Linked DNA regions of Bos taurus: region 1 is linked to region 2. A link is a contact called in public Hi-C data. All regions are on one chromosome and are shown on one strand. Each heading gives the region's core, a stretch centred on a gene start, on an enhancer-like site or on the middle of the called end of the contact. The rest is flanking DNA. Distances are from core to core; before and after follow the strand shown.

Region 1 (4,747 bases), core at 1,102-3,601, 140 kb before region 2:
TAAAGAATCCACTTGCAATGCAGGAGACCCCGGTTCGATTCCTGGGTCAGGAAGATCCCCTGGGGAAGGGTTAGGCTACCCATTCCAGTATTCTTGGGCTTCCCTTGTGGTTCAGCTGGTAAAGAATCCTCGTGTAGTGTGGGAGACCTGGATTTGATCCCTGGGTTGGAATGATCCCCTGGAGAAGGGAAAGGCTACCCACTCCAATATTCTGGTCTGGAAAATTCCATGGAATATATAGGCCATGGGGTCACAAAGAGTTGAACACGACTGAGCGACTTTAACTTTCACTTGGGTCTTTGTTGCTGTGAGAGGACTTTCTCTAGTCTTAACAACTCTCTAGGTGCTATGCTCTGGCTTCTCATTGAGAGTGGCTTCTCTTGTGGAACATGAGTGCTGGGAAGCAAGGGCTTCAGTAGTGTGGCTCATGGGCTTAGTTGTTTCACAGCATGTGGAATCTTCCTGGACCAGGGATCAAACTTGTGTCTTCTGCATTGGCAGGTGAATTTTTAACCACTGGACCATCAGACAAGTCCAGTTTTGGCTTCATTTTGGACATTCATTTAGCAACAGTAAATTCTAATTCCCTCATTACTAAATGAAGATAATAATACTGACTGTTTAAGAAATGATGAGTTATTGAATTTGTGGCAATTACAAGAAATGTAGAAGCCTTCCCATAGGGCAGTACCAAACATTTGAGAATGAAAGGGAAATGGACAATTAACTGTAATTGGACTAGATCACAAATTTTCATTTTTCTTGACCTTTTTCCCTGTCTTGAGACATTTGGGATAGAGATTGTAAGTCTGTCACTTTGAATCTTTGTCTCCTACTTGGTTCCCTTAACCTCTTCTCTTAGTTTTGTTTTGGAGTACTTGTTTTGTTACCTCATTCTAGTTATGCCATAAAGAACACCTAATTTTAGCATTCCTGGAGGAGTCTATACAAGCTTCCCAAAAGGGCCAGAAGAGAGTTGAATGGAAAGCATAAAGCGCTAAAATTTTGTTGATCTCTTACTACTTCTTTGCTTTGAATTATTAACTATTTAAAATATCAATGAATAGAAGGGTTTTTTGTTTTTTTTTTTTTTTGCCAGCACATAGCTTATGATGGTGACTTAGTATTTTTTTCCAGAGGTATTACAGTGTTTAGCATCCAGTAGACACTCAGTAAATGTTTATGAATGATTGGTAATTAGTAATAAGACTTGAAGGGGATACCTAGTTTTATTGAAAAATCAAAGAAAGTTATTCAGGGCAGGAATACAACTGTTACTGTTGTCATGTTATAAAAATTGAATGCCCTAGCCTAAATGTTACCAGCAAGATTACATTTGGATATTGTTGCCATGGAGATTCTAGGGCGTGTGAGTTTTCCCTCCTCTACACAGAAGGATTTTTTTTCTTCTTTAAAAAAAAATGTATTTCTTTGGCTGCACTGGGTTTTGGTGCAGTGAGCCAGGTCACTGATCTTTAGTCGCGACATGTGGCATCTAGTGCCATGACCAGGGCTGGAGCCCAGGCCTCCTGCACTGGGGCACGAAGTCTTATCCACCGTGCCACCAGGGAAGTCCCGGATTTTCTTCTTCTTTATACCACAAAAGATATAGGTTCATTATTTTGTTTCTTTTGTTCTACTGGTTCAAGTTAGAGCTAGATCATTTGAGACAAATTTTGTTAGATAAATGTGTCTAAATTTGATTGTGAGAATTAATTTGGAATATGGCTGAAAATACTGATTATGTTCTTTTTGTCTGATTCAGAAATGAAAAAGTTTGCTGTTAAGAAAATTATGTATGATTTCTTAGTAAATGAGTGAGAGAGATAAAACTGGGACTTTAGCATTTCCTGAATTCCTGTCATGTTTTCTCAGTAGTTTATGGTCTCATTTATAATTTTGTACCCACAACAGTTTTTACATTAGATGTTTTCAGGTTTCATCATCTGTATAAGGGGACTGTATTTAGGTATTCATATTTATCTATAAATGATCTAAAGCAGTGCTTCTAAAATACTCTCAAGGTCTGGGGTTGTCCAGAGCAGCTTGTCACAAAAAGGGCATCTCTCTGAAGGACTCATTCTCTGTCTTGAAAAAATGAGAATTTCACTCTATAAATACAATTGTGTTTATTTTAACAAGAGTATGTCTGATTTTACAACAGTCTTTGATTAAATCACCACTCCAGCAATATGTCTCCTGCCTATTGAGTGGCTTCAGTTACTTCCTAGTCCATAGCTGTAGGCTCCGCACTGCCCCTGAGAACCCAGTTCAGGCATCCAGGATCAGTGAATTAAAAAGTGATGTTTCTTTCCAAGAATGGTGTGCCTCTCTGTTGGAGGGAACAGGTGTGGTGTGCTGTTTCTGTAATCCCTAGGTTTGCTGTGCCAGCAGAGCAGGACTCCAGAAGTTGCATCTAACTTTAGACTCAGCAACTCACTTAAAAAAACTTTTTTTTTTTTTTAAATGTCTTTTGCCTTGTACACATGTTGCCCCCTTTTCTCTTTGAATATTTTTTTTCTCCTTCTGACTTTGTAATCAGGCCCTCCACAACTTGGCTGCTCACAGCTGCCTTGAAGTTCTGCATGTTTACCTTTATGAATCATTTGGAAAAGAAGCCAGGCAATCTCTTGGTAACTTTGGGGCACATTCTGACATTTATTATGTGATACAATGTGTTAGATTCTAGGCAGATTGCTACATTTGATGTTGGCTTATGTGCAAAATTAGTGTATTAAAATATATATTATGTTATGTTTGGTCAACAAACTTCTTTGGTTAATTCTTTGAGAATTTAAGAATGTTCTTTGATGAAGTTCAAATAATTAGAATTAAGTATAATTTACCTAACTAATCAGTTAATTTAATCAGTAATTTGTTTTACTTGTTTAATTTAACTCCTTGAGAAACTTTATTAAAATATTCTTGTAAAGTTCTGGTTAGACTGCATGTATTAGAAATTGGTGTTTGTGTAGCCACTTTGAAATCTGGTACTGCAGAGGAGAAAACCATCCATCTTTTGTTAAGTCTTAACATAGCTGATGGCCTTGGGAGAACATGACTTGTTTCTTTAAGTGATACAGTTGCATACATTTGCATTTTAGTACTGTCTTCCTCAATATCCCCCAATAAATTATTTCCTGATTTAGGAGTGTGTTCAGGGTTAACCTGTGACTTGATTTAGGAGTGTGTTCAGGGTTAACCTGTGACTTTAGTTACTATTCTCATTCCATGGAATGTTCCCAACTCCATGGACTGTAGCCTGGTGGGCTCCTCCATCCATGGAATTTTCCAGGCAAGAATACTGGAGTGGATTGCCATTTCCTTCTCCAAGGGATGTTCCCTGCATCGACCCAGGGATCAAACCTGCATCTCCCACACTAAGGCAGACTCTTTACTGTCTGAGCCACCAGGGAAGCCACTGTTCTCATTACTCATGGTTAAATCATGAGGCTGCCTATGATTAGTATTTGTTCTCAATGAGTTATTGGATCACTTCTGTGGTGAGATGGTAAGATAATATCTTTGTGTAAATTCCAGAGTCTATATCTTTAGTATGAAGAAGAAAATTATCTTGTTTTTAGATGGGATTGAAAGTAAGGAATAGCATGCGTTCTTATAATACTTTGTCACTGACAGGTTTTTCAAATGCCTTAAGTTGCTTAATCTTACTGCAAATTTGTTGCTATTGGGCTGAGTACATAAGAGTATATGATATTCTGGATTAGCTGAGACCTTCATTTAATGAAAACAATCTTTGAGGTCTATAGTCATTGTAATTAATGTGAGGATTTTCTCTTACTTACCTTTGGCCAAATCTTGATACTTGTCAAACTGAACTGGTAGTATTGTTCAGGCTTACCTGCATCATGTTTGTACTTCTTATTCGCCAGTTGGTGAGTAGCATGTTTCCGGTGGGAAGCTATAATTCTGGAATGCAGGTGATGTGGTGGGGAAAGTGAGAATTGGAGACTGACGCACGGATTCCAGTCTGTGTTCCAGCTTTGGCTTTGGGCAGTCTCCTTGCTATTTTTTCTTGGCTTTCTGATAATAAAATCTGGAGGTTGAACTAGATGGCCTTCCAAATTCCTTTTGATATCCAAAATTCTTTAAATTTCCCAGTTTTGGTTCAGTTTATCTTGGCTTTCTACTTAATATTTAGCTTGCTGAATATTAACATGAGAGCATGCACTACTTTCAGTTTAAAGATGTTTCTTTCATGATATAATTTTAATATTTTAAATAGTTTGATATGTTCATTTCTTTGATATCTGGACTAAGTTTCTGGGATGCAATGGCAAATAACAGAAATGGTGTTGGGGGTTCCCTGTTCTTTTGAAACTAGATGGTTTAGGCTTTAGGACTTTCTCCTGAATTATTTTAATAATTGCTTTTTTTTTTTTTTTAAGTACAAAACAAAATAACCCCTTGTCCTTTGAGATTAGTTTGCCATTTGAAATACTGAATTTTAAAACAATTGATTTTAATTTTGGCTGTGCCGGGTCTTGGTTGCTTTGCGTGGGCTTTCTCTAATTGTGGCGCGTGGGAGATACTCTTCAGTGTGGCGCAGGGGCTTCTTGTTGCGGTGGCTTCTGTTTTTGCGGTGCGCAGGCTCTGGGGCACTTGGGCTTCAGTAGTTGTGGTGCATGGGCTTAGTTGCTTGATGACATATGGAATTTCCGCAAAGCAGGGATTGAACCTGTGTCCCCTGTATTGGCAGGTGGATTCTTAACCACTGGACCATCAG
Region 2 (4,892 bases), core at 66-2,565:
GTCAGTCACACACACAAACACACACACATATCCTAATTATGACATTGGAGTTTGGACAAGAGAGATGGTCATTAAATTCTCTTTATGAGAAAGTAAAGAATAGTATATATATTTTTTACTTTCTCAAGTTGAGCATTAACATATCTGCCTATGAATACAGTAGACTTTCTGTGACTCAACCCAGGGACCTAATTACTGTGTCTAATATTGTGACTATTGGGATTTTTTACTTGATTCAGACAACTGCCACACTCAGAATACAGAATGCCACATTTGTAAACTGGAAGATTGCCAGGGCCATGAAGATGTGAATAGTGTCTCCTGAAATATTGAGATTGCCCAGATCTTTTTGTGTATAATAGTAACAGTGAAGACTAGCAACCAGCATACTGTGTGGGTCAAAGCTGACCTCCAGGCCACCCCGTTCTTCTCTAGAATACATTTAAAGATGGCAGGACATCCAGCTTTTCATTTTCTGTAGTTTTACTGATGCTTCCCTAGCCAGTGTGTGTACTTGTTGGGATGGGAACCAATTGTAGCTCTTAATCCTAGAGTTCATCTCCCACCTTAGCACACCTTAGCCACTCCCATTCATTTTAGGAACTGCTCCCTGGCTGGAAGGTGGAGACATTAGGGTGTGATAACCCTTTAGTCCTCTGGTGGCTCAGAGGTAAAGTGTCTGCCTGCCATGTTGGAGACCTGGGTTAGATCCCTGGGTCGGGAAGATCCCCTGGAGAAGGAAATGGCAACCCACTCCAGTACTCTTGACTAGAAAATCCTGTGGACGGAGGAGCCTGGTGGGCTGCTGTCCATAGGGTCGCAAAGAGTCGGACATGACTGAGCGACTTCACTCATTCAACCCTTCAGTATTCCAGAAACAGGAGCTTGTTTCCTTATTACCTCATGTAATCAAGCCAGCTAAAGCTTAGCTTGAAATAGAGGATGTATAATGGCAACCCACTCCAGTACTCTTGCCTGGAAAATCCCATGGACGGAGGAGCCTGGTAGGCTGCAGTCATGGGGTCACAAAGAGTCGGACACAACTGAGCGACTTCACTTTCACTTTTCACTTTCATGCATTGGAGAAGGAAATGGCGACCCACTCCAGTGTTCTTGCCTGGAGAATCCCAGGGACGGCGGAGCCTGGTGGGCTGCCGTCTATGGGGTCTATGGGGTCGCACAGAGTCGGACACAACTGAAACGACTTAGCAGCAGCAGCAACCTTGGGGAAAAGCATGTTGACTTAGGTTTGTGCTTAATAAGAGCACCACCTGCTGGCCTCGAAGAGCTCTGCTCTTTTGAGAGAGCTTGCCAAGACAACTAGCTGTATCCATGAGGCTATTGCAGCTTACCAGCAGGAGGAGGAAGTGAGCGTGACTGAACACCATGAGAAAGTGTGCTTGAGAAAATGGTGGATCATGGAATGTCAGACTCTGGCGGGCCTGAAGCTAAAGTATTCTTTTTGTTTGAGGAAATGGCAAACTAAGGTAATGTTTCTTGTCATTGACCTGGTTAAGGATCTGTACCCTCCTGCCTGGTTAATACCACTTTAATGGCCATTGCCTATGCAGGTGTGAACTCTTTCTTTGCTTACTTTCAGGTCCTCTGTGTCTATTTTCAGAATTGTAGCTCTGTGTGGATCCCAGGTGTTATTACTCAGAGCAGGAACTCAGACTAGCAGTTCCTAAGAGATCATTTTTGTTCACTGATTTTGGGGAATTTAACTGAGTCTCTCTTCACTTTTATATGAAAGCTGCTAAAACACAGCAAACTTCTAGCAATGTATAGTAGCCTGAGTCCCATAAACAGTTATCCCTAACAGCTTATTCAGTGGGTTTTATAGGGGAAGTTGCTCTTGATTCTGCTTAATACCCAACTCCAGAGCACAAGGTAATGGTTTACACTTGTGCCAGTTTTTACTTCTGAGCATTTAAAATGGGGGTGGGGTAAGGGTTAGGAGTGGAGTTTTAGTTGAAAAGTCATTAATTAAACGTGTTAGAGTTGAGAGGCACAGTAGTCATCTAGTCTAGCAATAACATACATTTTTTTCTCTCTTGTGCTTAGTGAGATTGATTTATAATTAGATTAATTAACTAATTATTTGAGACAGGTCTAAGGTCTTGGGGTACAACAGCGAGTACTGCCAGGAGCCTGTGCCTGCAGCAGACAGAAGAGGTGAGAGAGTTAGAGCATGTGTGCTGGGGTATCTCCAGCCCTGATCAGATCTTGCTGCCTCATTTTACAGATGAAGATGCTGAGGCCCAGCCAAGTGATTTGTTCTTGTTCTATCCTCCTACTCAGTGATGGAACCAGGCCCTGTGTCCAGGACTGCTTATTTGCACTATAAAAGAGTGGGAGGAATAAAATCACTATGCTTTTGTGGTCCCATTAAACAGCCTATGCAGACTTCCCTCATGGTCCAGTGGTTAAGACTGCACACTCCCAATGCAGGGGGCATGGGTTCGATCCCTGGTTGGAGAAGATCCCACATGCCATGTGGTACAGCCCCCAAAAAGACCAAATAAGAAAAACCAGCCTTTGCCAAGTGAGAGTAACTCTTTTGCTGATGCAGGGGATGTCCTGGGATATAGAAGAGGTGTTCCCCCACTTCTTGAGCCTTCTTTATACCTTTGAACTCAGCCCAACTTTCAGAATTTCTGTAGACAGTGCTTTATTTCCAGTACACCCTTTTCCCCAACCACTCTGAGCAAAGAAGTTTTAATTAATTAAAATTCCCCTAAATTTAATTCAATTTGATTAATACTTCTAAACTCAATTCTTATGTGGGAGATTTAAAAAAAAAAAATTTTTTTTTTTTTTTTTTTAACATTTGACCTTTGGGGTGTGGGATAATCAAGCCATTTTATTGAGGGGCTTGGGCGGGCTCTAAGGGCTAGGAGTACAGTGAGCTCTGATATCCTTGGCCTGGCTGAAAGCTGATTGATCATTTATTTTAAGGGTTACGATAGGTGAATTTGTTTTTAAATGTGTAAAAGAAAGAATGATTATGGAAAAAAATTCACAAGAGCACTGTTCCCAGAGATGTGTCTTATTCTTTGAAGAGTCATAAAATACATAGTCTGTGCTATAGGAAAGAGTTAAGTTTTGCTACACTGCAGAACTCTTTTGAAAAATATTGTATACTCTCCACTTCCTTGGGAATAATTTGAGAACTATCAGATTCCACCTCAGAATTAAACTGCTCCATTCTCTGGGTTTTCCTGGTGTCTCAGATGGTAAAGAATTTGCCTGCAGTGCAAGAGATCCAGGTTTGATCCCTGGGTTGGGAAGGTCCCCTGGAGAGTGCCATGGACAGAGGAGCCTGGCGGGCTGTAGTCTATGGGATCACAAAGAGTTGCACATGACTGAGCAGCTAACACACTTAAGCATTAATTCTTTGGGCCAAAGAATAATTTCATGGTGTAGTGGCTAAGAGTATGAGTTTTAGGATTTTACAGACTTGAGTTTGAATGTTACTTGTTCCTTTCTGATCCCTAAAGGAGGAAATGGCAACCCAGTCCAGTATTCTTGCCTAGAAAATGCCATGAGCTGAGAGGAGCCTGACAGGCTGAAGTCAGTGGGGTCTCAAAGAGTCAGACACAGCTGAGCTTGCACAGTGTTAGTTACTAAACTGTGTAACCTTGACAAGTTAACTCACCTTTCTAAATCTGTTTTCTGTCATTAAAAGGAGCATAGTAATGCATCATGGAATTGTTATGAAGGTGAAGTAATACACAGCACCAGCCACAATATAATGGGTTTTTTAATGTTCACTCACCCCCCTCTTCTTTGCCCCCCGCCCCACTCCTAGTTCAGATTGAGCACATCCTCTACTCTCCCTGGGAGCCAGAACCCCATTAATGTTTGAAGTGAAGTGAAATCGCTCAGTCATGTCCGACTCTTTGTGACCCCATGGACTGTAGCCTACCACACTCCTCCATCCATGGGATTTTCCAGGCAAGAGTACTGGAGTGCATTGCCCTTTCCTTCTCCAGAGCATCTTCCCGACCCAGGGAACAAACTCGGGTCTCTGGCGTTTTAGGCAGACACTTTACCATCTGAGCCAGCAGGGAAGTCCTCCAAGTACATTAAATATAATAAATATTAAGTAGTTCTAGAAAAAGAAGGCATTCCAGAGGTTGTAGTGATTTTTGAAAGATGTAAGGCAAGATAACTATAGAGAAAAAAACTAGGAAAAAGGAGCCCAAAGCCCATGCTTTTGAGTAAACTCTTGTCAGGTAGCAGCCGGTAGGGGGACGGTTCTTTGCCCACACTGAAAAAGGACAGAAAACCAGGAATGGGACCTGGGCATTTGGGTGATAGATCTGGACTTGTTCTGAAATACAGCTAGGCTAGATTTTAACCCTTTTCCATAGTGCAGCGATGTTTCATTCTGTGCTGCAGTGCCGAGTATGGACTCAGGGACTGGGACTTCTGAGTACATCTCAGGTGGTTAATGATTGATTCCCAGGAGGAACTGAGAGCTAAAGTGAGATGTGCTGATCTTCAGATGTAAAAGGAGAAATTTTTCAGAACCCTGAAGAAAGACCCACCTGTATCCCTGGTGGTGAAGTTTCAGAATGAGACTAGAAAAGGAAAATGTAAAGTTCAGATTGCCACTAGAGGTTCTAGACAGAGTAATAGGGCAAGATGTAGAAATAAAGGCATACAGGTTGGAAAGAAAGTAAAGCAGCATTTTGTAAATGATGTACTTGTGTTGTAGAAAGTTCTAAGGATTCCACAACAGCTAACAAAACTTAATGATAGATTTAAGAAGAACACAGGATACAGGCCACTATATTAAAAATTACTGTATTCCTACATACTAGTAGTAAGCAATTATAAACAACTTTTAAAAAGTGATAATGATGACATTATCATTTGTAAGTCAT

Evidence for each region. A called contact is a pair of places that touch in the nucleus more often than the background predicts.
Region 1: a Hi-C map of skeletal muscle shows a contact between it and region 2, with 2.0 times the contacts expected there. The contact joins two enhancer-like sites. A contact is called at or near these places in 4 of 11 Hi-C or Micro-C datasets (blood, skeletal muscle, skin fibroblasts and 1 more).

The regions. Positions count from the first base shown.
Region 1 is chr19:46,156,660-46,161,406 of ARS-UCD2.0, reverse strand. All of the region lies in intron 2 of KANSL1 (KAT8 regulatory NSL complex subunit 1), which reads left to right. Among named protein-coding and RNA genes, the nearest start is that of KANSL1, 21 kb to the left of the region's middle. Within about 2 kb of position 2,351, at least 5 of the 102 cell types and tissues checked have an H3K27ac peak or open chromatin away from gene starts, as enhancers often do. A contact at or near this core is called in skeletal muscle, where this site is marked.
Region 2 is chr19:46,018,709-46,023,600 of ARS-UCD2.0, reverse strand. All of the region lies in intron 7 of KANSL1 (KAT8 regulatory NSL complex subunit 1), which reads left to right. Among named protein-coding and RNA genes, the nearest start is that of MAPT, 68 kb to the right of the region's middle. Within about 2 kb of position 1,315, at least 17 of the 102 cell types and tissues checked have an H3K27ac peak or open chromatin away from gene starts, as enhancers often do. A contact at or near this core is called in skeletal muscle, where this site is marked.